Regions from separate parts of the Mus musculus genome. Here all the other regions are linked to region 4. The links are chromatin contacts, called in public Hi-C and capture Hi-C maps. All regions are on one chromosome and are shown on one strand. The core of a region is the stretch at or near the end of the contact, and the rest is flanking DNA. Distances in the headings are between cores, read along the strand shown. Region 1 overlaps Gnptab (N-acetylglucosamine-1-phosphate transferase, alpha and beta subunits). Region 2 holds the start of Tmpo (thymopoietin). Region 3 holds the start of Apaf1 (apoptotic peptidase activating factor 1). Region 4 holds the start of Gas2l3 (growth arrest-specific 2 like 3).

What was found. A called contact is a pair of places that touch in the nucleus more often than the background predicts. Capture Hi-C pulls out chosen DNA fragments and counts their contacts.
Region 1: a contact with region 4 is called in a Hi-C map of B cells, with 8 read pairs. The contact joins the enhancer-like site here to the promoter of Gas2l3 in region 4. A contact is called at or near these places in 1 of 39 promoter capture datasets (pre-B cells), 1 of 484 Hi-C or Micro-C datasets (B cells) and 2 of 115 datasets of contacts at active chromatin or transcription factors (bone marrow-derived dendritic cells and large pre-B cells).
Region 2: a capture Hi-C map of macrophages shows a contact between it and region 4, with 5 times the contacts expected there. The contact joins the promoter of Tmpo here to the promoter of Gas2l3 in region 4. A contact is called at or near these places in 3 of 39 promoter capture datasets (the C10 cell line, hippocampal neurons and pre-B cells), 1 of 484 Hi-C or Micro-C datasets (B cells), 4 of 115 datasets of contacts at active chromatin or transcription factors (the NIH/3T3 cell line, large pre-B cells, pancreatic cancer cells and 1 more) and 1 of 9 other capture datasets (macrophages).
Region 3: a Hi-C map of B cells shows a contact between it and region 4, with 9 read pairs. The contact joins the promoter of Apaf1 here to the promoter of Gas2l3 in region 4. A contact is called at or near these places in 1 of 484 Hi-C or Micro-C datasets (B cells) and 3 of 115 datasets of contacts at active chromatin or transcription factors (astrocytes, large pre-B cells and pro-B cells).

The regions. Positions count from the first base shown.
Region 1 is chr10:88,421,397-88,429,231 of GRCm38.p6, forward strand. It overlaps Gnptab (N-acetylglucosamine-1-phosphate transferase, alpha and beta subunits), which reads left to right. Exons shown (of 21, transcript NM_001004164.3): 8 at 7,097-7,258. Among named protein-coding and RNA genes, the nearest start is that of Sycp3, 34 kb to the right of the region's middle. Within about 2 kb of position 5,220, at least 9 of the 459 cell types and tissues checked have an H3K27ac peak or open chromatin away from gene starts, as enhancers often do. A contact at or near this core is called in B cells, where this site is marked.
Region 2 is chr10:91,169,475-91,176,796 of GRCm38.p6, forward strand. It overlaps Tmpo (thymopoietin), which reads right to left and starts at 2,145. Exons shown (of 4, transcript NM_011605.3): 1 at 1,564-2,145. The coding sequence starts at 1,839.
Region 3 is chr10:91,080,652-91,087,367 of GRCm38.p6, forward strand. Apaf1 (apoptotic peptidase activating factor 1) reads right to left here and starts at 2,092. Exons shown (of 27, transcript NM_009684.2): 1 at 1,532-2,092. It overlaps Ikbip (IKBKB interacting protein), which reads left to right and starts at 2,388. Exons shown (of 3, transcript NM_026166.2): 1 at 2,388-2,645. The coding sequence starts at 2,476.
Region 4 is chr10:89,439,352-89,446,732 of GRCm38.p6, forward strand. It overlaps Gas2l3 (growth arrest-specific 2 like 3), which reads right to left and starts at 4,616. Exons shown (of 11, transcript NM_001033331.2): 1 at 4,504-4,616.

The DNA.
Region 1 (7,835 bases), core at 3,970-6,469, 1.0 Mb before region 4:
GGGCAACCCTTGCTCCCAAGAGTGTGTGTATATGTGTGTACAGGAGTAGGTGCATGGGGAGGCCAGAGGTTGATGTCAGGTGTCCTCCTTCGTTACTCTCCCCCTGATGAGCCGGAGTCTCTTATGGAATGTTTGGCCTCAGCCTCAGCGGTTGGCCAGGTTGCCTGACCAATGAGCTCTAGGGAATCTGTCTCCCTTTCCCCAACCAAGCGCTGAGCTTACAGGCCTGCTCGGCTCGTACACGGGTTCTGGTGACCAGAACTCAGGTCCCTATACTTTTATGCAGCCACTTCCCAGCCTCCGGCCCTTCCATTCTTCCCCTTCTGGTTCTGTTATACACCTTCTGAGAAGGGTGGTTCCTGTCATCGGTTCCCAGTCTTTCTAGATGGTTTTTATCAAATACCTCCTGCATGCCAGGGAGTATGTGAGAGAGAACAGAGGGAATTAAGACATTTCCTTGGGACATGAACACTTCCACTATAGCAGTGCCCAAGGACGCCTGGGTTTTAGTCAAGGTAGGAGTTAAATGGGCTTTGCACCTTAGCTGGGTCCTCAACAGAGCCACTGTTCCTGGGTTGAGAAGGGAGTGCTCTGAGAATAGCCTGGAAAAAAATGTTGAGGGCTGGGAAGTAGGTAGTGTGTCTGGGGAGTTCCTAAAGGCCACAGGCTTCCTTAGGGATGGCTGGGGAGATGGGCAAGGCAAGGTTGCAAGTTACCCTCTGATTCTCACATGCATGCTCTTGTGTTCATACATCCTCACACACATGCACACACATATGCACCACATGCACACGCATGCACACGCACAGACTCCCACACCACAAAATAAAAAATAAATAAATGACAAAGTTTAATCAGCAATGATTGTATTAAGTTCCTGGAACCCACTGAACTAGAACTTGCCTGATGTGATCATCATTATACTAATGAGACCAATGTCACTCTGTCCTCAGTACGCTTGTGCTCAGTGAAAAACCCTTATCCTGAAGGCAGGGAGGGCTGGGACAGTAAGAAGACGATCTGGTGTGTTTCTGAGGCACACACCTTAGAGTAGGGGCACGTTCAGTCCTGCAAGCTCTTCCTATCCAGGGGCCTCTGGCCAAGGGAGGCCAGTGTGGGACTGGTTCCTGGAGCATCTGAAAGATGCTCAGCTGGTATGTCAACGAGCTGTTAGCGAGAAGGAAGACTCAGGAGGAGGAGATAAACAGTGCAGAGGGGAGTTACAGTGACAGTGTCTGCTCAGTTTAGTGTGACAAGCGAGGCACGTGCCACACATGAGAGGGACGACCACAAGACACCGAGGGTTGGAACCGGAACAGCTCAATCACTCCACGCTCCTGTGTTCTTCCAGCAGGACTGTGCTGAGGCCTGTGGTCCAGGAGACAGGGAGGGAGGGCCCAGCCGTGCCCAGCAGACACCACAGGCTGCAGCTCAGAACATTCTCCTGTTCACCTCTGTACCTCCACACAAGGGCTGAGCACCGGTCTTATAGGACACTCACAGGATGCAGGCCTTGGACCAGAGCGAAGGCCTGCCCATTCTGTGGTGATCCGCCCCCAGTGAGTTGATATAGGCATAAGCCCTCACCGTTGTATGTCCTGTCAAAGTGTGCTTTTATAGCTCTGAGGGGAGGACAGGGACTAGAGAGTAGGTGTTACTAAGATAAAGGATCGGAATTCCTACAAGCCTTGTGACCGCTCTCGCCCTGTACATCACACAACCCCCTGTCAGGTTTTCTGTTCTGAGAATCCTGAAGGTGGGTCTTCTTATCATCCCATTCCCTACGGATTTAGCAGTAGAGTTTTTAGATGTGACAAATACAGGCTTGCTCTCTTGATAAATTACCTATCATCTTTATTTTCACTTCACCTCACATCCTTCTGTGGTTTTAGACATTTTTCATTTACGGTGGGGCTTTTCCATTTTCTTTGGCTTTGATTGTGTTCTATTCCTTACGTGTGAGGAGCGTTCGGGAAATCAGCCCAGAGCTCACAAGGAAATGCTCACATTAATTGTAATTGAGTGATGGTGGTTGCTGTGCAGGTATGCAGAAGTGGGGGATACACGCCCTGCCCTCGGGTATTTATATCCTGTTTGGAAGGACAGGACTTACACACAAGGTATTTGGGAGCGCGTGAATAACTGAACAGACGGCCACAGAGTTGTCCTCTTATGATTTGGATAGAAATGTACCCCAGAGGTGCCTGTGTTTGAACACCCGAGTCCCAGATGGTGGCACTATTTTGAGTGGTTGCAAACCCTTTGGGTCCTAACTGGCTGAAGTGCATCACCAGGGAACTTATAGGCCACCCTAAGTTTATAGGCCAGGCCTGTTTCCTGGTCTGTTTCTGCCTCCTAGTCTGCTGAGGTGTGAACAGGTAAATCTCCTGTTCCTGCCATCGGTCTGTCTGCACCGTGATTGACAGCTCCAAATAGTGAACCAAAGTAAACCATTCCTCCCTGAAGACGTCTCCGTCAGGGATTGTGGCACAGTGACACAGAAAAACAGCCGGCGCATATGTGGGAATAGGGAAGGTCTATGTGGTTCAGTGACGTGGGGGTGTTTTCAGACTCGATGCTAATTCACTGGAGGCTAGGTAGCCTAGTGATCAGGTAGGAAGGACAGGTACTGTTGCCTAACGACTCACCTGTATTCCACCCTCAGAATTCTATTCCGGAGCCGGGCAGTGTTGGTGCACGCCTTTAATCCCAGCCCTTGGGAGGCAGAGGCAGATAGATTTCTGAGTTCGAGGCCAGCCTGGTCTACAGAGTGAGTTCCAGGACAGCCAGGGCTACACAGAGAAACCCTGTCTTGAAAGAAAAAAAAAAATCTGTCCTGGACCTGTTTAAGGTCACCAAAAGTTGTGCTGCCAGTTAACACCTCTAATCCGAAGATCCTGTCTATTGCTCCATACACCCTAAGTGCCAGCATGACACCACAAGTGTCAAATGAGGTGTGTATTCTCATATGAAACTGTGTTTCATGTACAGAGTTATTTAAAACGTGTTAAATTATCTTTGAGCTCTATGTATACGGTATTTCATATTTAGGCTTGAGTTTCATCCCCCAAATAGTTCATCATACATATATGTAAATATTTTATTCCTCTCCTCTCCCCTCCTCTCCTCTCCTCTCCTCTCCTCTCCTCTCCTCTCCTCTCCTCTCCTCTCCTCTCCTCTCCTCTCCTATTTTTTATGAGATAGGGTCTCACTATGTAGCCCTAGCTAGCATAGGACTTGTTCTATAGACCAGGCTAAGCCTCAACTGTAAGATCTTTCTACCTCCTGAGTGGTGGGATGAAGGGTGTGTTTAGTCCTGAAACAAAATAGACACAATGTCATAGTGGAGCCTGCCTTTAATCCCAGCACTCAGGAGGCAGAGGCATGGGGATCTTGAGGCCTCCATAGCAAATTCCAGGCCATAAGACTCTGACTCAAAAAACAAACTGAACAAAACAAACAAGCAACTCTTAACATTAGGACCCATATAGTCCACAGCATTTTAGATGAAGGATGCTTAGCCCTGTACTATTATTTCTAAGACACCTTCAGCGACTTCCATGAAAATATCTCGTGCACTTGGCTTTTAATGCTTGTCCTTCTCTTCTGTTTTATTCTCGAACAAATAGTCAGCAGATGAAGCAACAATATGGAACTAGCTTTAGCTTTGGGACAGCCTTCAGGACATCTTAAAACCTTGCACCCTTGACTTATTAACTCACTAAACACTGCCAGTTTGTTTTTCTGTTAGCAGTAGCAGGAGGGTTTTTAATCCTAAGGACTTCTTTTTTTTTTTTTCCAACATATTTTTATTGTTTATTTGGAATTTCACATAATGCCCCCCAAGATCACACTCACTTCCCAGTCCTCCCAGGTCTGCCTCACCCCACTGTTGTGACCTCTTTCCCTCCCCTACTCCTGCTCCGCGCCCCAGAAAAAAGCAACCAGGTCCAATTTGTGCTGCCCATTTACTCCCTGGAGCGGGGTCAGTTTTTCCTGACGTTCACACCTGCCGGAAGCCATCACCGTGTAGAGCTACACTTTAGCACCCCTGTCACAGTTGTTCCAGGGCTCTCTTCAATGGCTTCCTGTCTGGGCTCTTACTTTTTGGGAGGTGGAGGCTTTTGTGGGGGTGGGGTGGGAGTTGTCACAGAAACCGCCTGTGCCTTCTCTTTCTCAGATGTGAGTCTTTAGTCCTCAACCCTATGGCATAAGTAGACCTCCTAAGAAGATGTCCTAATAACATGAAAACCAAATCAGCCAAATTTAAAAACAGGTTCTATCTTTTGAGTTCTGGGAGCTTTTAAAGAGCTGTTGGGATGTATGTCTTACAGGAAATCTTCGGGCATTCTTTGGGTTTGCTCGATTCTATACTGGCAGTCCTACCTCACTATGTGTCCTATGCTCACAAGATGTGTAGCAGTATCCGGGCTTCTGTTCTCTGTATCAGAACCTCCTTAACCTTCCCACTCACAACCCCTTTGGCTGAGAAATTTTTACGTGACTCTAGATGTAAAGATATAGGATATAGATAATCAATTATAAGGAAACTTTTGTTACTTACAGTGTGTGTGTGTGTGTGTGTCCATGTAAATGCTACAATGAGCATGTGTGGAGGTGACAACTTTCAGGAGTCAGTTCTGTCCACCATGTGTGTGGATCCTGAGAATCAAACTGAGCTGGCCTCAGACACACAGAGCTCTGTCTGCCCCTGCCTGGTGCTGGAGTTAAAGGCATGTGCAACATTGCCCAGCCTTCAGTGGTTTTCAGCTGCGGTCTCTCTCTCTCTCTCTGTCTCTCTGTCTCTCTCTCTGTCTCTCTCTCTCTCTTCCTAGAAATAGTGCAAATGGTAGAAGCATGTTTAGGGGTATTTCAGACATGTTTGAGGCTAGGAATATACCTCAGTAGGGTGGATGCCAGTATAGCCATACCAGAGTCCCAGGCTGAGTCCCTAGCACTGCCCAAAACAGATGATAGCATACGGAGAAGCCTGCAGTTCCAGTTCTGCAGAACTGGTGACCAGACAATCAGGAGTGTCAGCTAAGAATTCCATCTTTCATCAGAAACCACAGAAACATGGCATTTGCTACAAAAATAAAATAAAATAAAATAAAATAAAATAAAATAAAATAAAATAAATATCCAGGATCAAGGTACCTCTTAGATCCCTTTCCAGCAAGATACATCTAGTACAAGTAATGAAAGTTGCAGGATTAGGCTGCCACCTAGTGGACAGCAGAGACTACTTCATGCTTGTTATCCCTGCCTCCTATAGAGGCAGAAAATCTCATGTTTTGAAATACTCTTTTAAAGTTCCTTACTTCTTATCTTTCACCTATTGTGTGGTTACTATGAGAGGATCTCTTTCTGATTTTTGATGATGTAGTTAGAAGCCAGTCCTAGGCAATTGCTAGTGTGGGCTGATAAGATGGCTTGCAGGATAAAGGGGATGTTGGGTTTGTAGTAGAAGCCAAGAAAACTTACTTCAGAGACAGAAGCTTAAAAATGAAAACGTTATTTTCTGCGAGCTCAGGGAGGCAGCCAGTTCAGGATCCATGAAGGGAGATTGTACAACCTTTTCATAGAATGGGAACACAAAGCTAGGGGGAGTGGGGTGGGCTGTTTGCACTAACCAATCATATTCTGACCTGCTTGGCCATCACCCATCCATCCATCCCTGCATCTCACAGGCCAGCTCTGCTGTGACAGCACGAGCCTGGATGGATGATCCATTAAGGCTCAGAGCAGTACAGATCTCAATTTATACTTTAACGCTGGTACAATGATTGCCCAAGGCAGTGTCTGGTGCCCATTACATGGCCAGTCAATGATAAAAATTGTAGCGAAAATGCTATAATTACCAAGTTAAAATGTAACACAGACTTGTAATCTGCCTCAGAAGGCAGGGGGTAGGAGGATTGCAAATTCAAGGCCTCTCCAGGCACCCCAGTGAGATCCTGTCTCAAAAATAAAAGCAAAGGGGGGCATAAGGTGTAGCTTAGTGCTATTTCTGTGAGGCTTAACATTTACTTCCAAGGTAAAAACAATTTTGGTAGGTGACATTAGGATGCAGGTATTTTCCCATTTAAGTTTGACATTAAATTATAATATTACAGTACTGTTTATTTACTCTAGAAATTGGTTTTCCTCGCTCTAGGGGGATCTTAGAGGTGTGGTGGGGGACCCGTGAACTGGAAGGAAGGGGCACAGAGTCTTGCAAGGAGCGGTGGGAATGCACCTAAGCACACCGCCTCCCATTCCCCAGTACGGAGGCAGGGACGACAGCTGTGGTGGCTGACTTCTCAAGGTCCTGATGTGTGCCAGGACAGTCAAGGTACAGGAGCCCAGGCAGGAGACCGTGTGCACACTGTTGGGGGTTAAGAGTTAACAGCGATGGCAGGCCGATCTCTTAAGTTCCACAGTTCAAGACCAGCCTGGGCTACAGAGCGAGACGAGACCCTGTCTCAAAAAAGCAAACTAAACAAAACAAAACCACATAAAGCAGTTGACACCATGCATGACGAAAGGAGGGAAGGCCACACATGGAATCCTACTGCTCTTCTGGCTCGGGGGGCCACCAGGAACTGCTTAAGAAGTGAGTTAGGATCATGTGTTAATTTCTGCCCAATAGATTAAGAAGAGAGAGGCGCCAGTGCAGCAGGAGGAGTTTCTGTCTTCGGTGGGGTGGTTTCTCCTTAGTTTAAGCCAGCTCTGAAAAATTAGACGGATTTCATAAAAGCATCACTCTCTCAGGAGATCTAGCGTCTCTTGTGGGCACTGCGGTGTGGCTGTGACGCCTGAGCTGTCTTGTTCACACTGGCCTCCACCCCTTCCTGTTGCATTCAACTGGGTAACACTTGGGGCCTGTGAAACTGTCTTTATGTGTCAAGATTAAAAGTTTAGAGACTGGGTGTGATGACTCACACCTGTATGATCTCAGCATTGGGAGGCTGAGGCAGAAGGATTGCCAGGAATTTAAGGTCAGCCTAATCCTGTTTCAGAAATAAATAAGTAAATAAATCAATGAATGAATAAATAAATAAGTGTAAATCTGCGTTTATTCATTGAAGCCATGTGTCTCTGTGTCACCTCTCAGTTGCGGCTGTACTCGGAGGCCAGTGTCGCTCTTCTGAAATTGAATAATCCCAAGGGTTTCCAAGAGCTGAACAAGCAGACCAAGAAGAACATGACCATCGATGGGAAGGAACTGACCATCAGCCCTGCGTATCTGCTGTGGGACCTGAGTGCCATCAGCCAGGTGAGGCGCACAGGCTGCTTCAGCCCAGGTCAAGGACTCAGAGTGTCTGCCATTGCCAGAATCGCGCAGCTCGGGGAGCGGTCGGCTGAAGAATTAGACTGCTAAGATTTTACAAGTCCATTTATTGCAAGGAAGAGGAGGGCTTAACTGAGAGGTGACCTGACTAGAACTTTTCCAAACCTCCATTCTCTATCCCTGCTCATTGGGAGGAACAAGGCTGAAGGGATGGCTCAGCTGTAAAGAGCATTTGCTGCTCTTCCAGAGGTCCCAAGTTTTGCCTTCAGCACCCACATCGGATGGTTTCTAACCTCCTATGACTCTGGTTTCGAGGGATCTGACAGCTCTCTGGCCTTCGAGGGCACCCGCATACACATACACTCACAGTCACTCACAAATGTAAACAAAAATAAAGTAAAGCTTTGGACAGGCTAGATAGCACATGCCTTTAATCCCAGCATTCTAGAGGCAGAGGCAAGCAAATATTGGAGTTCGAGACCAGCCTGGTCTACAGAACAAATTCTAGGATAGCTTTCCAGGGCTACACAGAAAAAAATTTAAAAAGGAAGAAGTTAATTAA
Region 2 (7,322 bases), core at 895-3,394, 1.7 Mb after region 4:
AAACAACAAAAAATCTTCAAACACACACACAAACAATAACATGGTATGTTTGCCCCCACAGAATCCACAAATAGGAGACACCAAAGACAGTAGGCTGGTCAATATTTACTTGGTTTTAGGCAAGAGCTCAAGTAGCCGAGGACGGCCATGGACTCAGGGATTACAGGTGCCCGACGCTGTAATTCACGGGGCTAATGCTTACTAGACACTGATTTGTGCCAATCGTTTGTTTTTTCGAGACAGGGTTTTTCTGTGTAGCCCTGGCTGTCCTGGAACTCACTCTGTAGACCAGGCTGGCCTCGAACTCGGAAATTTGCCTGCCTCTGCCTCCCAAGTGTTGGGATTAAAGGTGTGCGCCACCACCGCCCCGAGATTTGTGTCAATCTTAAAACACTTAGGCATTGAAAGTTAAGGGTAAAAGTTTTCTCAACTAAATCCACACATGCGTTTGATGTAACTTTCACTCTTGTTCGAGCAGTCAGGAAACAACCCACTTTTTTTTTTAAATTATCGCAAGACACTCTAAACTTTCGAAGAAGCAAACAGCTTGAGGTGTAGTTCCCGGCTAGTACATACAAAAAAGAGGCTTTGAGTTCAATTCCCAGCACCAAAACGAGAGGCAAACCGCGATACCAGTCAAAACATTCACATGCTTCTCGAAGATTTAAAACACTCCAAATCAACACTCATAACTAATTTTTAATGACTTGAATTCTGTTAACTAAATATAAACCTACAAAATACTATTTAAAACGTACCCCCAAAAAGCCAGCAACCAAAAAAAAAAAAAAAAAGGCAAAATGATACACACCGGCAGGAACGCATCTTACATCTCACTGGCCTGAGGCATTCAAATTCAAATACTGATACATCAGTATGTCATAAACTTTTCTTTTTGCTTCCGGATCTTTACTTCCTCCAGCAAAAATCTTACAACGATAAAACAAAACGCTCACTAGCTGGGATTCTCCAGGATGTCTACGGGAACAAACTTTTCCAAATGCAACGTACTTAAAACGTCCCGTTTACAGTACAGCAAACCCACTTAAGGCGGGGCCTGATGACTGGAAGAATATGACACGCGAGGAAACAAAACGGTTCAAAAAGCCCTCCATCTGTTTAAAAAAAAAAAAAAGTCAACAACATAAAAAGGCGGGAATGCCTTTATTTAAAAAAAAAAAAAAAAAAGGCCAGAAATGACTATGTCGCAAACTGCCCTCCAGGGAGCGCTCTGACACTGTTGCGAGTCACTTCGGCGCTAAAGCGGGAAAACGCTACAACTTCACCTCGCGCGCCGGGGGCCAAGCCTGTCGGGCTTTAGAAAACGGCTCGGAAGGCCGCGTCTACACCCACTCCGGACCGTGCACCCGGCCCGAGCAGCCAAGCAGCACAGCCGGGGCGGCTCGCACCGAGGACTCCCCTCTCCGCGCCTTCCCCGGCGGCCTCGCGATCGGGGCGCCGCCGCGGGCACGGGGAACCCCGCGAGGGGGCCAGCCCCGCCGCCGAGCACGCGCCGCGGCCGCCAAACGCCCGTCTCCGCGGCCCCGGGGGGGTTCGCCTTACCCTGCCGACGGCGCCGCGGCCGCGACCCACGGAGGCCCCGGAGCCGAGCACCGGCGTGGGCTCGCGCTCCTCGTCGCTCGAGAAGTCGGGCGGCCCTTTGCTGTTGGCTCCCGCGGCGAGCGGCGGCCGGTTGCGCGCCGTGAGGTGCTGCAGGTAGAGCTGCACGTACACGTCCTTGCGCTGCTCGCCGGCCGGGAGCGTCACGTTGTTGGCGACCAACTCGCTCTTCAACTTGTCTTTGGTCAGGACCGAAGGGTCCTCTAGGAACTCCGGCATCTCGTCCCCCTCCTTCTCTCCTCCCCGGCCCCTCACAGTCGCCGCCGCCGCTGCTCACGCCGGCGCGCTCGCTCGCTGGTCCCGGGGGCTGCGCCCGCCGCCTCGGGAGATCCCTGCCCCGGAGCGGCGCCGCGGGCACGGCACAGAACTCGGGACACAAAACCCAGGTCCGGCCCCCGCCACAAAAAGCCCCTGGCGCACGACTGGGGAGCAAGTGCAGCCGAACCCGGAGCCCGCAGCGAGCCGAGCCCATACACAAGCTAGTGCGTGGGGTGGGGTGGGGGGAGCCTGGCTCGCGCACGCCCCAAGAACGCGCGCCGCCATTGGCGGGCGCCCGGAGGAAGCGCGCCACCCATTGGCTGGGCGGCTCGCGCGGGTTCCAGCCGCCGCGGCGCAGGGCGAGAGGTGCAGAAACGCAGTTTAAAAGGCGCTCGGGCGGGAGCTCGGGCGCGGGGCCCGCTGTTTCCTCGGCTCTCCGCCCTTCCCCTCGGACGCTGATAAGGGATGGGCGGTACTGGGTTTGCACGCTGTTTCCCTCTCTCCTGGCCCCCTGCACCGGAGAAGCCTCGTCCCGGCCTCGATCGCCTTCGGACGGGCGGAGTTCTGCGCCAGCTCTCTTGAGGACCCTTTGCCCGGGCCTGGCTCCTTCCCGGGACACCGAGCCCCCCTGAAGAATGGCGGCCGACTGGCCTTGCCCCCTCCGAGTGCTGGCCCTGGAGGGGAAGCGTGAAAACCAGACAGGCTGTGGTGCGGGATGCGCAGGAAGTCAAATCCCCTCGGTTCGCAAACGCTTCTTTTGTCTGGAATCTAGGGAAAGCCAGACTTCCACAGCTGAAGGTTTCCATACAGCTTTAGTTTGTTACAAAATTGCATTTTTAAGTCTCCCTTTGCCTTCTTTTACCAAACCCTTTGGTTTCCATAGTTCTTGGGGCTTAAAACAAATGCCTTCTTTGTATTTTTAAGCCGTCTAGGTTAAGACCCCCACCCCAAGCACCAAGGATTTCCCCTAACTTCATCAAACCTAATGTTTGGTAATGGAACAAGATGAAACGCAACATTTAGAAAGTCTCTAGTATTCAACTTTATGTGCCTGTAGTGGTGCATACTAATTTTTTAATTTTAGAGGGAGCCAGGAACCCTGTAAAACTCATGCTGCTGATTCAAGTTAGCGTCTCAAATGTGCCACAGTTCTGTTTTCTGGAACACAATACTGACCAGAAATGTTTCCTATTAACAAATTACATATATGGGCGAACATGATCAGAGTTAAATTTATGTAAAAAGTCCGCAATAAGATGTGTAGTTAATAAACGCTAATGAGCCGGGCGTTGGTGGCGCACGTCTTTAATCCCACCACTTGGGAGGCAGAGGCAGGTGGATTTCTGAGTTCGAGGCTAGCCTGGTCTACAGAGTGAGTTCCAGGACAGCCAGGGCTACACAGAGAAACCCTGTCTCGAAAACAAAAAAAAAAAAAAAACAAAAACAAAAATAAAAAGCGAATGAAAGCATGTATAGTGTTTCAATGTATCTAGGGTTTTGAACAATGTGAATGTCTACACAGGAAATGGTTCAGGACACTGCTCGTGAGAGGAAGCAGCTGACCTCAGATTCAGAGTCTCTTAATCATTCCCTCAGTGTCTTAAGCTCTAGATTATGTTCTATAAAAAAGCCTTAAATTTAAGCATGAACAAAATTAAAAATATGAACAAAAATATTTAAACTGTGCTTACCTATGTCTACATGGTTAAATTGGAAGACGTTGAAAAGCAAAACCCTCAGTAAAAATGGACCTATAAATCTGAAGATAGGTTTTCTTTTGTGTTTTCAAGACAGGGTCTCTCTATGTCGTCCTGACTCTCCTAGAGTTCACTATGTAGACCAGATTGGCCTCGAACACAGCTCTGTCTACCTCCTCCTGAGTGCAGAGATCCAAAATGTGTGCCACCACTGCCTGGCAGAACATTATTTTCATGATAGATTATTTTCCTAAAGGGAATTTATTGTGTTAATTCCCCCTTTTAAAAACTCAACATTAGCCGGGCTTGGTGGCGCAAGCCTTTAATCCCAGCACTCGGGAGGCAGAGGCAGGTGGATTTCTGAGTTCGAGGCCTGCCTGGTCTACAAAGTGAGTTCCAGGACAGCCAGGGCTACACAGAGAAACCCTGTCTTCAAAAACAAAAACAAAAACAAAAAAGCATTGTAAGTCTTGAGCCCAGCACCCGTGAGGGTGAGGCAGAGACAGGCCCATCTCTGAGTTTGACCATAGCCTGGTCTACATAATGAGTTCTAGGATAGCCACAGGGCTACACAGAGAAACCCTGTCTCCACAAAACAAAACAAACCAGAAAACCTTCAATATTCACATGTGTTTAAGCAACAGTATTGTTAATCTCGTAATGTAAACTAAAAATAATATTCTACCAGCCTGGTCTACAAAGTGAGTTCCAGGACAGCCAGGGCTATACAGAGAAACCCTATCTCCAAAAACAAAAACAAAACAAACAAAAATAATGATGATGATGTAGTAACAAGTTTTTTTGTTTGTTTGTTTGTTTGTTTTTTGTTTGTTTTTTGTTTTTCAAGACAGGGTTTCTCTGTATAGCTCTGGCTGTCCTGGAACTCACTTTGTAGACCAGGCTGGCCTTGAACTCAAAGAGATCTGCCCCTGCTTCCTAGGAGCTGGGATTAAAGGGCACCACCACCACATTTATTCTCATTCTTATTTTGTTTTTTGAAGCAGGGTCTCTCTGTGTAATTGCCCTGGCTGTCCTGGAACTTGTTTTATAGACCAGGCTGGACTCAAACTCACAGATACCTGCCTGCCCTTACCTCCTGTTTTTGGGGTGTGTGTGTGTGTGTGTGTGTGTGTGTGTGTGTGTGTGTGTGTGTGTGTGTTTTTGGTGTGTGTGTGTGTGTGTCTGTTTTCTTGATGTGTGGGTATGTGCAGGCTCCTTGGGAGCACAAGGGTGCTAGAATCTCCTGAAACTGGATTCACAGACAATTGTGAACAGCCTGATATGTGTGCCTGGAAGCAAATTTAGATCCTAGAAAAGAAATGCACACTGCTCTCAACCACTGAGCCATCTCTCCAGCCCCGGAGGTGGTTTTAAACCCAGTAGCAAGCCCAACACTCAATCTGTGTTTCACAAAGAATTGCACCGTGGATGCCTGAAATTGTTCCCTAAGCAAAAACTTCACTTCATCTGTTGGGTTGCCTCCCCCAACTTAAAAAAAAAAATTCCCTGGACACTATCAATAGGGGGATGCTTGAAGAAACTAAATTTCTCAGGAGACATGACTACTGTCATCAGCTATCAAAAATTTTGCTTTTCTAGACTTTTCTCACCAAGTGACTGTTGGAGATGCCCGTGGGTATGCGTCCAGAACTCAGTGATGGAAGGAAGTCTGGTTTTTAACTGTTGTAAAGTTCCAAAGGAGAGAATATTTATCCCCCATATGCTATGTAAGGTAAGGGCAAGAGGTTAGGCTAGTAAATCTGTTTCTAACTTCAGATTTCAAACTTGCCCCTAAAAAAACGTTATGTCCAACCCTGGCTGTCCCGGAACTTGATTTATAGATCCAGCTGGCCTAGAACTCACAGAGATCCACTTGCCTCCGGAGTGCTGGGACTAAAGGTAAGTACCACCACTGCCAGACATCCCTGCCCACCCCACCCCCATCTCTTTTTCCTTCTTTCCCCTCTTTCCTTCCTTCCTTCCATCCTTTTCTCCATCCATCCATACATCCATCCATCCATCCATCCATCCATCCAGTTTTTCAAGACACGGTTTCTCTTTTGAAGCCCTGGATGTCCTGGAATTTGCTCTGGACACCCAGGTCCTCTTCCAGAGACTGGGAGCTCCTGGTTTTAAGTTTCCTTCCGAGCTTCCGATTTGTTCTGTGCAGTCAGTACGGATGATCTCAGTAGCCCGGGCGACTGCATTTTACCACCAGCTTGCCCCTGTATTTGGCCTCATTGCTTCAGTGGTTAGACTCTCAAGCTTCATCAATAAGTGCTGCCCTTCCCAGTCTCTCTATTACAGGATCCCAATTGTTAACCACTAAGCCTTTGGCTCACCTAAGATAGTCTCTTTCCTTATTAAAACTTCAACACATTTGGGTATGGTCACCTGTAATTCCAGCACTAAGGAGCCTGAGGGCAGGAGGATAGCAACTTTTATGCCAGTTAGAGCTACATAGTAGGACCTTGATTTAACAACAAAAGACTTAATGTCTTATTGCCTAAAATAGTTTTTTAAAAATCATTATTTTTATGTTGAAATTTAAGAAAAATCTTAAAATACAAGTGATGCCAAAAGCCTTGAGAATCGGCAGAAAAATATTTTAGTTAATGGGAAGGTTTAAAGAGGAAAGATCTGGTGCAATTATTTTGTCAGAAATCTTTTCTTGCTTATTTTCTGTTGACATTGGTTTAATTGAGGTTCTGTGCCTACATACCATTTAACCGTATTCCCATTCCCACAAAAAATTTTTTTTCAATTATTTGACTAACTACCTCTTTTCTCATACCATTAACTTGCACCTGACTTTTTAAAAACTGTTTTACATAGGATTGGTTGCAGATTTAAGGGTATTACATTACTCCTCTCTAAGGGCTTATTTCTGCCACCATGTTCTATCTCCCACAGACTTCAGAGTCTTCAGAGAGTCACCACAGACAGGCCCAAGCCTCAAAACTAGCTGTGATGGACTTCCCAGATTTAAACTGTAACAAAAACATTATGACATAGCCATATGAAGAAATGCTGCATAGCCATAAAAAAAAAAAAAGTTGACATTTACTTGAGAGTATGTGCTAGGCGGTGGGTGGCACACATTTTTGATCACAGGACTTGGGAAGCAGACGCAGATAGATCTCTGTGAGTTTGAGGCCAGCCTGGTCTACAGAGTGAGTTAGAGGACAGCCAAAGCTATACAAAGAGAAACCCTGTCTCAAAAACAAACAAACAAACAAACAAACAAAGAAACAAAAAACAACCAATCAAAACACACATACATACACAGAGAGAGAGAGAAAGAGAGGGAGAGGGAGAGAGAGGGAGAGGGACAGAGGGATAGAGGGAGAGAGGGAGTGAGGAGAGAGAGAGAGAATGTGTGTGGTGCTTCATGCCTTTAATCTCAGCAGTCAGGAAATAGAGGCTAGTGGATCTCTGAGTTTGAAGCCAGCCTGATCTACATATTGAGTTCCAGGACAGCCAGAGCTACACAGTGAAACCCTGTCTCAGGGAAGGGAATGGTGGCACATTTTTACATGCTTGTAATTTTCACACTTGGAAGGCTGTGAGTTCAAGGCCAGCCTAGGCTACATAGCCAGTATCAAGAGACTCAAGCAATCTGGAGGGATAGCTCAGTGGGTCTCCTTGCAGAACTAACAAGGGTGGAAGAAGAGATCTGACTCCACTGCTGTTCTCTGACCTCTCTGTGCCCTCCACAGCAGGCATATGCATACATAACAACAATAA
Region 3 (6,716 bases), core at 842-3,341, 1.6 Mb after region 4:
GCAGATCTTCACTAGTAAGCACATATTCACAGAACCACAGGAAATTCCCTCTGATGTCACTTCTTGGACCAAGGTAACGAACAAAGAGTATCATGCTTTACAGAAAGTGACTTTCATTTCCTAACAACTTCCCTACATTACAACAAAAATTATTCCACGGGTATAAAGTTCAGTTTTGAATGTTTGCAAGTTGTAAAAGCACTGACAAAAACTCCCTCCAATGTAGTAAAGTGTGAATGTCTTAAATATGCATAATCATTCCTTCATTAGGAGTGTGTGTGTGTGTGTGTGTGTGTATACACAACAAAAAGAGATAATCAGAAGATGACTGTCCTACGTGCAAAAACTGAAATAGGCACAGAGTAATATACAGAGCGCCGAAGAAGGGCAAGAATCATTCAACTTCAAAAAAAAATTTTTTTAAGACATCAAATGTTGCACTTGCAAAAATAAAGAAGTCATTCGTTTGTGCGCCCACAACTGGAATGAAACTAACTGAAGAAAAAAGGAAAATCAAAGAAAAAGAAATGACCAGAAACAAGACTAACATTTTTAGTTTCCTAAAAGTTTCTCAGCCGGGCATCGTGGCCCACGCCTTTAATCCCAGCACTCCGGAGGCAGAGACAGGTGGATCTCTGAGTTCGAGGCCAGCCTGGTCTACAAAGTGAGTTCCAGGACAGCCAGGGCTATGCAGAGAAACCCCGTTATGAAAAGATTTTTGGTTATGTCCAATAATTAAGCAAAAACCAAATACTCTACCGGGCAGTGGTGGAGCACACCTTTAATCCCAGCACTTGGGAGTCAGAGGCAGGTGGATTTCTGAGTTCAAGGCCAGCCTGGTCTACAGAGTGAGTTCCAGAACAGCCAGGGCTACACAGAGAAACCCTGTCTCCAAAAAAAAAAAAAAAAACAAAAACAAAAAACACTTTGACAACTAAGTTCCAATTTTCTCTAGCCTTACTGAACTCATATACATAAATTATATATATATATATAATATTTTTTTTGTTTTGGTTTTTTTTTTTTTTTTTTTTTTTTTTTTTTTTTGGTTTTTCGAGACAGGGTTTCTCTGTATAGCCCTGGCTGTCCTGGAACTCACTTTGTAGACCAGACTGGCCTCGAACTCAGAAATCCACCTGCCTCTGCCTCCCGAGTGCTAGGATTAAAGGCGTGCACCACCATGCCCAGCCATAAATTATATAAATTTTAAACAACTTTTTTCAAACTTTACACAAACTGGAATACTATGGGCAAATTCCCAGGGCCACAACCTCTTTGTGGCCACAACAAAACAGAAAGCCAAAACTGGTCCGAGATACAGACCACAATATAAAGGCTAAGTCTATCCAGGAAAACAGTAATAGTGGTCTACTTCCTCCTTAGATAATTTCTCTTCCTGGTACAAGAGCAGGAGGATGATTACCAAACATCCCGCGTCCCCTGATCTTTCAGTCCCTGGGAGCTACAACAGAACTTGCAAAGAGCCTGCCCAGAGGAGCTTGGGGAGGTGAGACCGAGGCAGTAAACTTACCCAAGCCTTTGCACCGGAGTTGTGCTGGGAAGAGCAGCCGGGGGAGGGTCACTGATGATAATCGAAAGAAAGCAGCCCAGGGAGGGTCACTTATGAGACTAGATTGCCAGAAAGCAGCCGGGGCTCCCGCCTGGCTTCCGGCGACCCCGCGCCCCGGGCAGGTCCTGACACCTCCCTGGGTATCAGCTGCTCGGGGCGCAGGGTGGATGCCCGGGATCTCCAAGCGGCGTCGAGGGGTGGTCACCTCGGTGGGCTTGCCTCGGGCCGCACCAGGGGAGGGTACCGGGACCCAGGGCACAAAAGCACGGCCACTCCAGTCGCCGCTTCACCCCTCTGGCGGGAGCTGCCCGGGCGGGAAGCGGACGCCGCTCGGAAAGCCGCTGCGACTGTCTCAGATCGTCGCCGGTGGCTGATGGCACACACCCCTCGCTGCCGACCCCCACACACCCCTCTCACACCCTTCCGCGAGCGGAGTGAGACGTCTGCTCCTCTAGCTGCCTCCTGGTCTCTGCCTCAGGACCGCGGAGCACTCAAACACCGCTGGGCCCGCCCAGTCCACACAGCGCGCGCCCGGGCACGCAAATTCACTCGCCCAGGGCCCGCCGCCGCGGCCGCGCGCGCGCGCCCCGCCCGGCGCGTGACCGCAAGCCCTGGTTGAGCGTTCTCGCATGCGCGGTGGGGTGGGGCTAAGCCGCGGGCTCGCGCCCAGCTAGACGTGGCACTCTCGGCCCCGCCCCCTCTACGCGCCTCTCCGCAACCTGCGCGCACCCGCGAGCTTGGGTCTCCCGCAGACTCAGTCGGGTAGCGGAATCCAGAGGCGGGGCCAGCCGCTTGAGGGCGGGGCACAGCCTTGGTGGGCGTGGCCTTCCGAAGCTGCTCTGCAGCCACGTCCCACGGCCCCCCTCCAAAGCCATCCTGGCTTCAAGATCTTCAGGGATCCAGACATGTCCGAAGTGAAGAGCCGAAAGAAGCCGGGGCCCAAAGTGGCTGCTCCTGAGCCCGAGAAGCGGAGTGATGGCAGGAAAAACCCCGAGGCGCGGGGGGACGCGGGCTGGGCGGACCCCCGCACTGGGCTCAGCCTGCTGTCTCTGGCGATGACCCTGGGCCTGGCCTGGTAAGTGTGCGATGCTGCAGGCCGTGGGTCGGGCCTCGCGTGGGCGCCTAGCACCTCGAGCCAACCCACTCTCGCTTGAATACGCTCTTTTAACAATGTTCTGGTAGCATGCTCCTGTCGCTGCCCTCTAAAGTCTGGGAACATGTCACCCAGGACTCGGCCCACACTTTATTAAGCATCTACTACTGCACGTCACAAGTTTGCACATACCTAAAAACCACTACTTCCCGTCCACTCTGTAGCTTTGCGGATGAGTTTGCTCCACCCTCCACCAAAAATCGCACTCTTAAAATGTCTGCAGCCTAATAAAAAAAAGTTCGTTGTTGCTGAGCGATAAATGCTAATGAGACTTTCTCCTATTTAGAGCTGTGTGCCTACATTAAAACTATAGTCCTTTTTTAAAGATTTATTCTTGTTTATGTGTATGAGTGTCAGTGTATTTGTGCACGTGTGTGCAGGTGCGCGAGGATCCCGCAAGAGAGTGTCAAATCCAAGAAGCTGGAGTTACCAATGGTTGTAAGACACCAGACATGCATGTTCTTAACAGCTATAAAAGACTATATAGTCTTACTCCTAAATTACAAGTTGAACTGTATGTAACATTGTAAAGAATATGTTTTCCCTTAAGACTAAACATTCGTGTTTTCTTATTGTTGTTGTTTTAGTTTTTTGATACAGGGTTTCTCTGTGTAGCCCTGGCTGTCCTTGAACTCACTTTGTAGGCCAGGCTGGCCTGGAACTCAGAGATCTGCCTGCCTCCACCTCCCTAGTACTGGTGTTAAAGGCATGTACTACCACAACCTGGCTGTATGACACATACAACCCAGCTATATACATGTATTTTTACACTTTATTTGCAGTAGTGGGGGCACCGCCATCCCGCTCAACATTTGTAGCTTTGAAACCAAGCATATATTAGTGATATATTAGTGTAAATGTGGAATAAGAGAGCTAATAGAATTCAGAAAAGACTCTGGATATCCTCCAGGGTAGAGTAGTTTTGATGCAGGTTTATTTCCAGCTTAGTTTATTGGTGACACCCTGAGTCCTTGAGTTTTTTGTTTTTTTTTTTTTTTGGGGGGGGGGGTCTATGGTTGAGTGGTTGGTTTGGTTTTTTGAGAAAGGCTCTTAGGTAGCCTAGGTTAGATTAGAACTCACTATATAGCCGAAGGTGACATTGAACCCCTGATCTTCCTGCCTTCACCTCCCAAGTGCTAGGATTATACTAGGCATTTGTACTGGGTAATGCTTGAGTACTGGGTTTTGTTATAAGTTAATAAAAACGTGTTCAACTGAAATACAGATCATTGTCCTCTTTAAAAAGAACTTTATTTAATGATAGTGTTAGTATTTGAAGAATATATTAATTCTGATCTAAATGTGTTGGATTTGCTGTTTTAAATAAACTATGCATACCTTAAAATGCATGCCTTTTTAGGTAAATGGGGACATGGTACATTTTGTATTGGGAAAGAATATTACTGAGTTATTGTTAGTTCTCTGTAGGGCAGTGTTTCTCACCCTGTGGGTTGAGACCCCCACAGGGGTAACATATCAGATATTTATATTGTGATGCATAATGGTAGCAAAATTACAGCTTTGAAATAGCAATGAAAATAATTTTATGGTTGAGGCTCACCACAACATGAGGAACTGTATTAAAGGGCCACAACTTTAGGAAGGCTGAGAACCACTGCACCAGGGCTTAATACAAGTGGTTTTAGTTGCTAAATTTATTCCTCTAGTTCCCGTTAATTAGACAAAGCCTCATAATCCACTAAGAAACTATGTCATAGAATGTTCAGCTTTTTTGATAATTCAAGTTCAAAAAATGATTCCGTTGAGTCAGCAAGATGGTACATTTGATAAAAGCATTTGCTCTGCAAAGCCAAAGGACAGCCTGAATTCTATCCCCAGCATTCACACAATGGAAAAAGAGAACTGAATCCCCAGAGTTGTCCTCTGACCTCCATACATGCACAGTGGAACACCTGTGACCACACACAGAGAGACAAATAAAAATAGTAATGAGGTGGAGGGCAATTGAGAAAGACAACCAGCTTCAGTCTCTGACTTACACACACACACACACACACACCACAACACACACACCACAACACATACACACACCTTAAAAAGTTGTGCTTCATCTTAGGGATTTAACATTAAGGGTTAAATTAAAGACAAAACATGTTAGTTACACTGATTAGAAAGGTTATTTATAAGCTGAGCTTTGTCTCTCCAAAGTGATTTTTTAAATGTCAAATCAAAATTATAAAGCAAGAGTGTAAATCTGTATCCAAAACTTTATCTATTTACGTTCATTAAGAAAAACTAATAGTGCCGGGTGGTGGCGGCAGCGGCGAACGCTTTTAATCCCAGCACTCGGGAGGCAGAGGCAGGCAGATTTCTGAGTTCGAGGCCAGCCTGTTCTACAGAGTGAGTTCCAGGACAGCCAAGGCTATACAGAGAAACCCTGTCTCGAAAAAAGCAAACAAACAAAAAAACAGAAACAAAACCTAATAGTGATATATTATTTTAAAATAACATACAGTTAATATATTTGGAGTTATTTAAAATTTATATTGAGAAATGTATGTATTTTCAGTATTGCTGTAGACAAACATCTACATAAGACTGTTCCATTGTTGTCTTATAATCAAACAACTTTTATAATAATCATTTTTATTGTTACAATATTTTATGAATTTTAAAGAATATGATAAAAATCGAAAAGTATTGCAGGTTTAGAAGGGAGGCTCTTTGGGAGGAGTTGGGGTACAAAGGGAAAGAAGAATGTGATGTAAGTCTTATTTACTCAAAATATGTTTGTTTTTTTTTTTTTTTGAGACAGGGTTTCTCTGTGTAGTCCTGGCTTTCCTGGAACTCACTTTGTAGACCAGGCTGGCCTCGAACTCAGAAATCCTCCTGCCTCTGCCTCCCCAGTGCTGGGATTAAAGGTGTGCGTCACCACGCCCGGCTTCAAAATATGTTTTTAAATGTTAACAAATTCAGATAAATTGAAATTATGTATCTTTTCTCATCATAATGCAATAAAACTTAAATCAAAAAAAAAAAGCAAGAGTGTAGCTCAGTGGTAAGGGTGTGATATGTGCAGGTGTATGGTGGAAGCCTCACAGCAACATCTGTGCCTCTCACTCTCCACCTAATGTCTTTGAGAGAGAGTCTCACTGAACCTAGGACTCACCAGTTGGCTAGACTGGCTGGCCAGAGAATTTTAGTGGTCCTGTTTCCTCTCACCCTCTCTCCTCATGTGCTAGGGTCACAGATACAGAGGGCAAGCACTTTCCCATTGGGCCATCCTCCCAGCTCCTCAAAAGCTCTTTTAACAAGGAATAGGATTCAGAGCTTTCTCTCTCATCCAGTATAACTTTCTCTCTAACTCGCTCTTACCCACTGATCCATCTCTCCAGCCCCCTCTATAAATCTTTTAATATCTTAGCTAACTCTATTTCTAGGGGTTTTGTTGTTGTTGTTACTAGTGTTAGAAGAGTTTCATATAAAATATGGCATTATACTTTAAACACTTACTGGTTTTTGTTGGGTGATTTGAGTTTTGGGTTTTGTAGAGATGGGGATTCACTAGATAGCCCTGGCTGGCCTGGAACTCACATGTATGCCTCCCAAGTGCTGGGACTAAAGGTGTGTACCATGGCTGGCCTTTTTGGTTTTGTTTTGGTTTTTTGAGACTGGGGTTTAGTCTCAAACTTATGGCAATTCCTGTACTTCTTCCAAGTACTGGGATTGCAGACATGGGCACCATACCCAACCTTGCCCTGGTTTTAAATAATAGAATACAGTCAGTGTTCCCTTCAACATTAGGTAGCTGTAGATGGTATGAACTGATGTTAAATGGGCATTGACCCTAATAGTAACCCTGTAATGGACCATAACTGCTTCCTGTTATTATTTGCTCTTTCTCAGTACCAAGTTGAAAGAGAGGCAGAGAAATCTAAGTCCTCAGTCATCTGCCTGCCACCATGTTAGACTCCCTCAGAGGTGGTGCTATGCGCCATTCACTAACACAGAATCCTAAACTTGCTTGAGGCC
Region 4 (7,381 bases), core at 3,366-5,865:
CAATTAGGGGCCGGCTTACAATTTCAGAGGTTAGTCCAGAGCGGGGAACATGCCAGCATGCAGGTAGACACGGTGCTGGAGAAGTTGCTGAGAGCTACGTCCTGATGCACAGGCTGAGAAAGAGACTCTGGGCTTGGCTTGGCATGCACCTTTGACTGATTAAAGTATTCAAGTGACATGAACTGATAAGACAGAGGACTCACTAAGAAAAGCAAATGACTACGCTGAGAGTAGTCAGAGGTCAGGAATGCAGGAATGAATAGCTGCACAGAGGGGCAAGGACTCTGACCACTGTGACACTGGAGGATGCATATGGCTGCTCCGCTGGAGATAGCCACGTTTACTATACCGTCATCTATATCAGACAGAAGAATGGCACCCAGAGATGACCCATCTTAATTCCCAGAGCCTACAAACACCTTGACATGAAAAACAGGAAACTTGCAGACAGAAAAAAGACCTTGGGATGGAGAGCTTCCCCAGGTGGAACGAATGTAATCACAAGAGTCCTTAAAAGACAGTGGGGGACCAGAGAAAAGGAAGGTGGACTGGGGGAGGTGGGCACTGGGAGGAGAGGGAGGGATGATATTGGAATGTAAAGTGAATAAATAAATTTAAAAGGGGTAGAGGTAGAGGAAAGGCCAATCATAGGAGGCAATAAAAGGTCATGATAGGTACTAGACTGGTGCTGTGAAGATGAAAGAAGCCAAGGGATGCAGGGCCTTCCTGGACACTGGAAAAGGTAGAATGGACTCCTTCCTATAGAGAAAGTAGTAGCAGAGCCTTGCCAGTACCTTCTGTCATAAGCATCATTAAAACTCATGACTTTTTATCCTCAAACTTTAAGACAATAAATCTGTGCTGCTTTGACTCTTTCCAACACTTGAAAAACTGAGACAGGAAGAGTAAGACTTCAAGACCTGGGCTACACAACAAGATCGTGCCTCAAAATTTAAAATAATAATAATAATAATAACATACACCAATATTAAATTGGTACCTAAATATATATATATTATTAAAGGCTAAAGGTACTATGAAATAGTGACACAAATCCATGGTATATTTACCTATAACAACCACAGCCTCAATGGTAGACAAAGACATTTCAGAAAGTAAAATTTTAGGCTGAGAGGGGACAGTAACTGAGCACTTGGCTAGGATGCACAGGGTTTTGCGCTCGGTTTCCAGCGCTGCAAGAAAGCAGGAGCAAGATTTCCACAGTTTACTTACTAAAGCATCGCATACCACTTACGAGATATAGAGACTGTCTCTTTGTTGGAGAACTTGAGAACTTCTCTTGCACTGTTCAGCAGATACTGAATTTGAACAACTCACTGTGTGTATTTTGAGGAAGGTATACATACACATGTGAGTTCAAGTACCCAAGAAGGTCAGAGGAGGGGGCCTCATCCCTTGGAGCTAGAGTTAATTATAGGTGGCTTTGAACTACTCTGCAACAGGGATGCTGGGAATTGAAGTTGGGTTCTCTGCCAAAGCAGTGTATGATCTTAACCACTGAGCCTTCTCTCCAACCTCCACCCTCCAAAAAAACTTTGAAAAGATATTTAAAATCAGTTCAACTCCATCACTTCAACTAAAAGACTGCAAGGGAAATATACAAATACAGGAAAACTGAAAGAAAAATATATGTAATTATCCATTAACAGAAAACTTCTCAAATGGCTTATGGATCATTCACGCTGTATACTAAAATATGAGCGTGGGTAAAGAGTGAAACCCTTTCTCTAGACATGGTTGCACACGCCTGTAATACTTTCTCTAGACGTGGTTGTACACGCCTGTAATCCCAGCACTCAGAAGGCTAAGGCAAGTTGTCACAAGTTTGAGACCATCGTGGTTTGCAAAGCAACAGTTACCTTTTTTAGTTGCTGTGATGACCAAGGCAGCTTAGAGAAGCAAGAGTTTATTGGGGCTCAAAGTTTCAGGGTGTGAGTCTGTAGCCACTCATGGCAGCAGACAGGCAAACACAGCCCTGGAGCAGGAGCTGAGAACTTTACATCCTTAGAGCTTTCTGAGGGTTGACATTTGATCCACAAGTATGAGGCAGAGAGAGCTAACTGGGAATAGCTTGAGCTTCTGCAACCTCAAGGCTGTCCCCCCAGTGACACATCTCCAGCAAGGCCACACCTCCTAATCCTTCCCAAACAACCCTACCAACTGGGGACCAAGTGTTCAAACATAAGAGCCTCAGGGTGGGACCTTTCTCATTCAAACCACCACACAACACAGGTCAAAAGAAAGGAAGGGAAGGGGGGAAGAAGACGAGAGAGGAAGAGAGGAAAAGAGGAAAGAAGAAAAGAATTTTTAACAGAGCCAAACACTTTTTAATGAACCAACTTTAATTTTGGCCAGGAATATAAATCAATCCTAGGCTGAGGTAGAGTGCTTGCCTAGCATGCATAGAGTGCCAACCCAGCCAGGTGGTGGTGGCGCATGTCTTTAATCCCAGCACCTGGGAGGCAGAGGCAGGCGGAGTTCTGAGTTCGAGGCCACCCTGGTCTACAAAGTGAGTTCCAGGACAGCCAGGGCTACACAGAGAAACCCTGTCTTGAAAAACAAAAAACAATTAAAAAAAAAAAAAAAAAGAGTACCAACCCAAGACACACACAAGACACACACACACACTAACTCCACCAATAGCTAATATAATACCTTCTTACAACCAGTTTATATTGCATGACAGTAAGCAGACATCTATCAGATAATACATCAGCAGTTGCTAACACATGACTGACTGATGACATCAAACTCCCAAGATACTATCAGCGAAAAGATCACATTACCTTTTATATCTGTGCTATACTTTATTACAGTCAGGTTCTGTGACAGTTTATGATTCATAGATAAAATACTTAGTAATGTTCTGTTAACCAAAACATCTGGTGCATCACAGTGCAATTCAATGAGAAAACTCACTGGGTTCTTAGAGGAAGAAGAATAACTAATCCCAGCACTTGGCAGGCGGAGTTCTGAGTTCGAGGCCAGCCTGGTCTACCGAGTGAGTTCCAGGATAGCCAGGGCTACACAGAGAAACCCTGTCTCGGAACAAAAAAAAAAAAAAAAAAAAAGGAAAAGAAGAGGAGGAGGAGGAGAAAGAGGACTTATTATTATTATCCAAGAAATGTAATTAGGTTACTGCAAAAATTATTTCTGAGGCAGTTCTCTCTGATGATGAGGTTCTAATTCAACGCAAACTCGAGACAAATCAGATTAGCTTCCCATTCTCTCAATACATCCTTATTAGGTGTGTAAAAGGTGTACCTGATCCAAACATGAACAACTACTGAAAGACAGTAAAACATGTTGTACACTTTACTTTCTCAACAGGAAGGTGAAAAACATGCCTGAGGTAAGGAACTCTGCCCAGCGTCTCCAATGTCATGGCAGCAGACAGCTAGAAAGCAGTGTCAGCTGACCATAGTAAGTTTTAAAAACTGATGAGTCAGATGCAGCACCACGTCAGAATCTACACCAGAATATTCTTACTAGTTTCCTCCTGAAGGGAATTAAAGGTGTGGGGAAATCCCAATTTTCAATCATTCTGTGTAAGCTCAAGAGAAGTGAGCCCACAGCCATTCAGAACTACTTATCTAAGGGTAGTCATTAACGACCTCACATGGGCTAAGCAAAACCCAAACTCTGACCTAGACTGGACCCGCAGAAAAACACGTTCCTTCGTTTTAAAGAAAGACTACAGAGCACTCTAATGTGATCGACTCGGCCCCTAGGTTTAAAGGAGACAGGATGGAACGAGGTTGGGGTGGGGTGGGGGTGGGGGATATGCATGGGGATGCAAGCTCTTCAAATGGTTCCTCCGCCTCCCAGGGCATTCTGCAAGCCTCCCCCAATTCAGTTCTCCAAACCCAGGGGTGTGGGTGGGAGAGCGTTGTGCAAGGGCTCCACTAATGTTCCCTAATTCCGTTAAGTCTGGGAGATCTGAGCCCTGCAGAAGCGAAATAAGGAAGAGTCTGTAGTGCCTATCACGGGGCAAAACAGCAGCGTGATCATGAGTAGGAGTCTGTCCTGGGCCAATGATTATATCCCTTCCTTTCTGAGGATGATGATGAAGAAGAATCAAGTGACCTTTCTGGCTGGGCGCTGGGCAGCAGGGTGACCGGCTACCATGCACTAGTTTGTGTCTCAGAGCAGGACAGGTCGCGGCTCTACCTCGCGCCCCTCCCGCTCCCGAGCTCACACTTATAGCCCCTCTTACCCACCAGAGCGGGCAGGTGTCGGAAGGTGAGCTGAACGTCACCGTGACAGCCCCAAGAGCCAATCATAGCAGGCGGCTCCCTCAGTCAGCCAATCGCAGAGTTCTAGGGAATCCTGCAGCTCTGTAGCCCACCTGAACTCCACCGGGACGCTATAGACTGGGGAGGTGGGGGTGGGGAGTCCGTGCTGAGGCGCAGCAAAGATGCCGCAGGACAGGCAACGGAAAGTTAGGGAGGAAAAGAGAAATCCAAGAGGGAAGTCACTCACCAGCCCGGGAGCGAGATCACTTCTCCGGGCGACTCGGGCTCAATCTGTGCGTGCCAGCAAGCCTGCAACCAACCGCCGCCGCCGCCGCAGTTCGTCGCCCAGCGCGGCCGCCTGTTTCGAAGGAGCCAATCAGAACCGGAGGCGTGGTCTGGGCGCCACGCCTCCGGAGACTTTCTACCGCACGAAGAATTCGTAGCGACCTTTTCCAGTCCAGTCTCTATCAGTGGCAGTGACAACCCCTCCTATTTGTCCCGTCGTTCAGGAGAGTGTGTGAAGCCCGCCTCTCAAGGCTGCTTCAGAGCGCCCTGGAATGTTGCTCTTCCCAGGACTTTGAGCTCCTTCCAACCCTAAAATCTGCTTACATCCATCCGGAGGGGCACTGAGGTTTCCAGAAACACAAACCAACCCAGCAGGGACCCGTCCAAAGCAGAAGTCTTTCAGACAGAGCCCACCCCAGGCCCCTCACTGTGAAAGAGAGAGAAAAACCCTGCAGTCACCCCTGGAAGCCAAAAGAGGATGTTGGCTCTTCCTTCAGGAAACGTGGGGGAAAGGGGAGTTGGATGTCAAAGTAACAATGTAGCCATGTGATTGTTACACTGTAGTGATAGATGTGAGTTAACTTCAAAAGTGGCTTTTTGATGTGGGCTGATCTTACTGGCTAAAAGCCTGGAGGTTCTGTGTTCTGGCCCAAGTTCTTAGATTCCTGCGGCTTCTGTTCCTTTTAAGTCTTGACACCTCGAATGTGCAGGCTTCTCCATCTCTAAATTGTGGGCATTGAACTGAAACCTGGTCTCTCACAAAAACAATACAGCTTTCATAGGGAACAAAACAATCTCAGTTTTCAAAGGGCTGAGGGGCATGGAATGGGGAGTCTGTGAAACAGGGTGATGGTCAGAGGTTTGGAAATGACTAGATATTGAAGGAACAACAGGAATCTGCCAGAGGAAGTCATTGCTATGAACGATTGATTCCTAGGCAGGAGTAACAGCAAATGCAGGACCCGGGAGGCACATGGAACGTTCTGGAAGGAATCGTTTTGCATAACCTAAGTTTGGACCTGGAGAGACAGAGCAGTCTGAAAGTATGTGTGTATGAAGGTAGGCCTGATAGATACTGAGGGATGTAGATGCAGTCCTGGTGCAGGCCTGTGAGATAATTACAAGGATATAAAGAACAAGGAAATTCATTTGTGGGGTTTTCATTTTAGGGAGGGGGGGGTGTGTTCACTTTCAAAGATTTTTGAAGAAAGGAACAGAATAGTTTGTCATTAAAACAAACAAACAAACAAAAAGCAACCTAAAATGACAACTCCCTAAAGTAGCTCAGAAGGCGGGTATGAAGGAAGTATCTGGAAGAACTAAGAGGGTGATTTATCTGGCCTTGGTTATTATGTGGTGGCACTAGTCTTAGGAATACAGGAAAAACAAGCTGTGGTAGAGGACCAGTGTTCATTTTCGCTGGGTGTATTAAGTTTGAAGTTCAAGATAATCGTAGAGCTAAAGATGTCCCGATAACAGCTGAGCTGGCTGGAGCTACTTCAATCCATCTAAGCAGAAGATAAGGATTAGAGATGCTCTGCGGCAGGCCCTATCCTAAGCACCAGGGATCCTGCTCTCCCGGGATTCCAAGTGGAGAAGGCCATCATTAAAAATTGATCAATGGACTTGATGATATCAGCCTGTAGTTGTTCCTGGTTTTTTGTTTCCTAATTGCAGTCCATCTGAGATCTCTTTGCCGACTGCAACAGCAGCAGAAATTCACAGAGTCTGTTAAAATCGCCCTGTGTTTCCCAATATTTCTTATTTAAAACCATGGGGCTATTTATATGCCTCCTCATTTAGCCAGATTTTGATGCTTTAAATTAGATATCAAAATATGTGCACTTCCCTGTAAAACTTTAAGAACAACTGTGTCTAAGTCCCTAGCACCACAAAAATTTTGATTAGTAATAAGTTGTGCTATATAACTCTTATTTGATGAGTCACTGCTTAGCAATGGTCCTTATGATTTTTTCTTACGTGTATGCCTTGTGCCTAAATATTTGAACACCATTTATTTAAAACGGAAACTGTGCTCATGGAAATGTAGTCTCCCTCCACACACAGCTCTTAACATTTTTAAGTCACTTACTGAAACCTTGCAGCATCTACTTTAAGGCCTGCTTTGTTCTCACTCCTCTGTCTATTTGGTGACATAGAACAGTGCTGTTGGGAATGTTCCAGAAGCTGGAAATCTGTGTAGTCCTCTCAGCCTGTATCCCTCCGTGCAATTTAGATGATGAACCCCCTCTAGGTCCTTCGATTTAACCTGCTTCTCTCTCACTTCCCTTAAAGTTTGCCTTCGCTTGTTTCATTCACAACTTCGCGTTTAGATTTGTTCTTAATTATTACCCCATCCCCTAAGCACACTGGCCAGCTCACCTACCTTGATCTTAGCACTGCAATTAGTAATTGAGGGTTCCATCGAATAAGCTATAATCTACTTTCATGTGTAGGCTTTCTAATTGGTGGTTAGGTTAATAGCCATGTTTCAGAGGTTGTTTCTTTAATTGAAATTGGCATAGTTGTAATGTGGGGGGTACAGAGGGGCCACCAGTTCCCTTCCATCAGATGACACTGTATTCATTCTGACTTCCCAATTTCGAAAGTATGTCCCACTTCAGGGAGCACCATGTTTGGAAGCCTCAGTGTTTAAATTACATTACATCGGGAAGTTATTTGTCTGGCTAAAAAGCTTTTTCAAATACAGAGGATCCTCCAAAAATCCAGTTGTCCTTGAAGTCAGGTGTGTGATCTCACTACAGACCTACAAAGATGCTTTGGTTCCTTAAAATACACCGTGGTTGGTTTTCACTTCACTTTGAATTGGTTTTCGGACC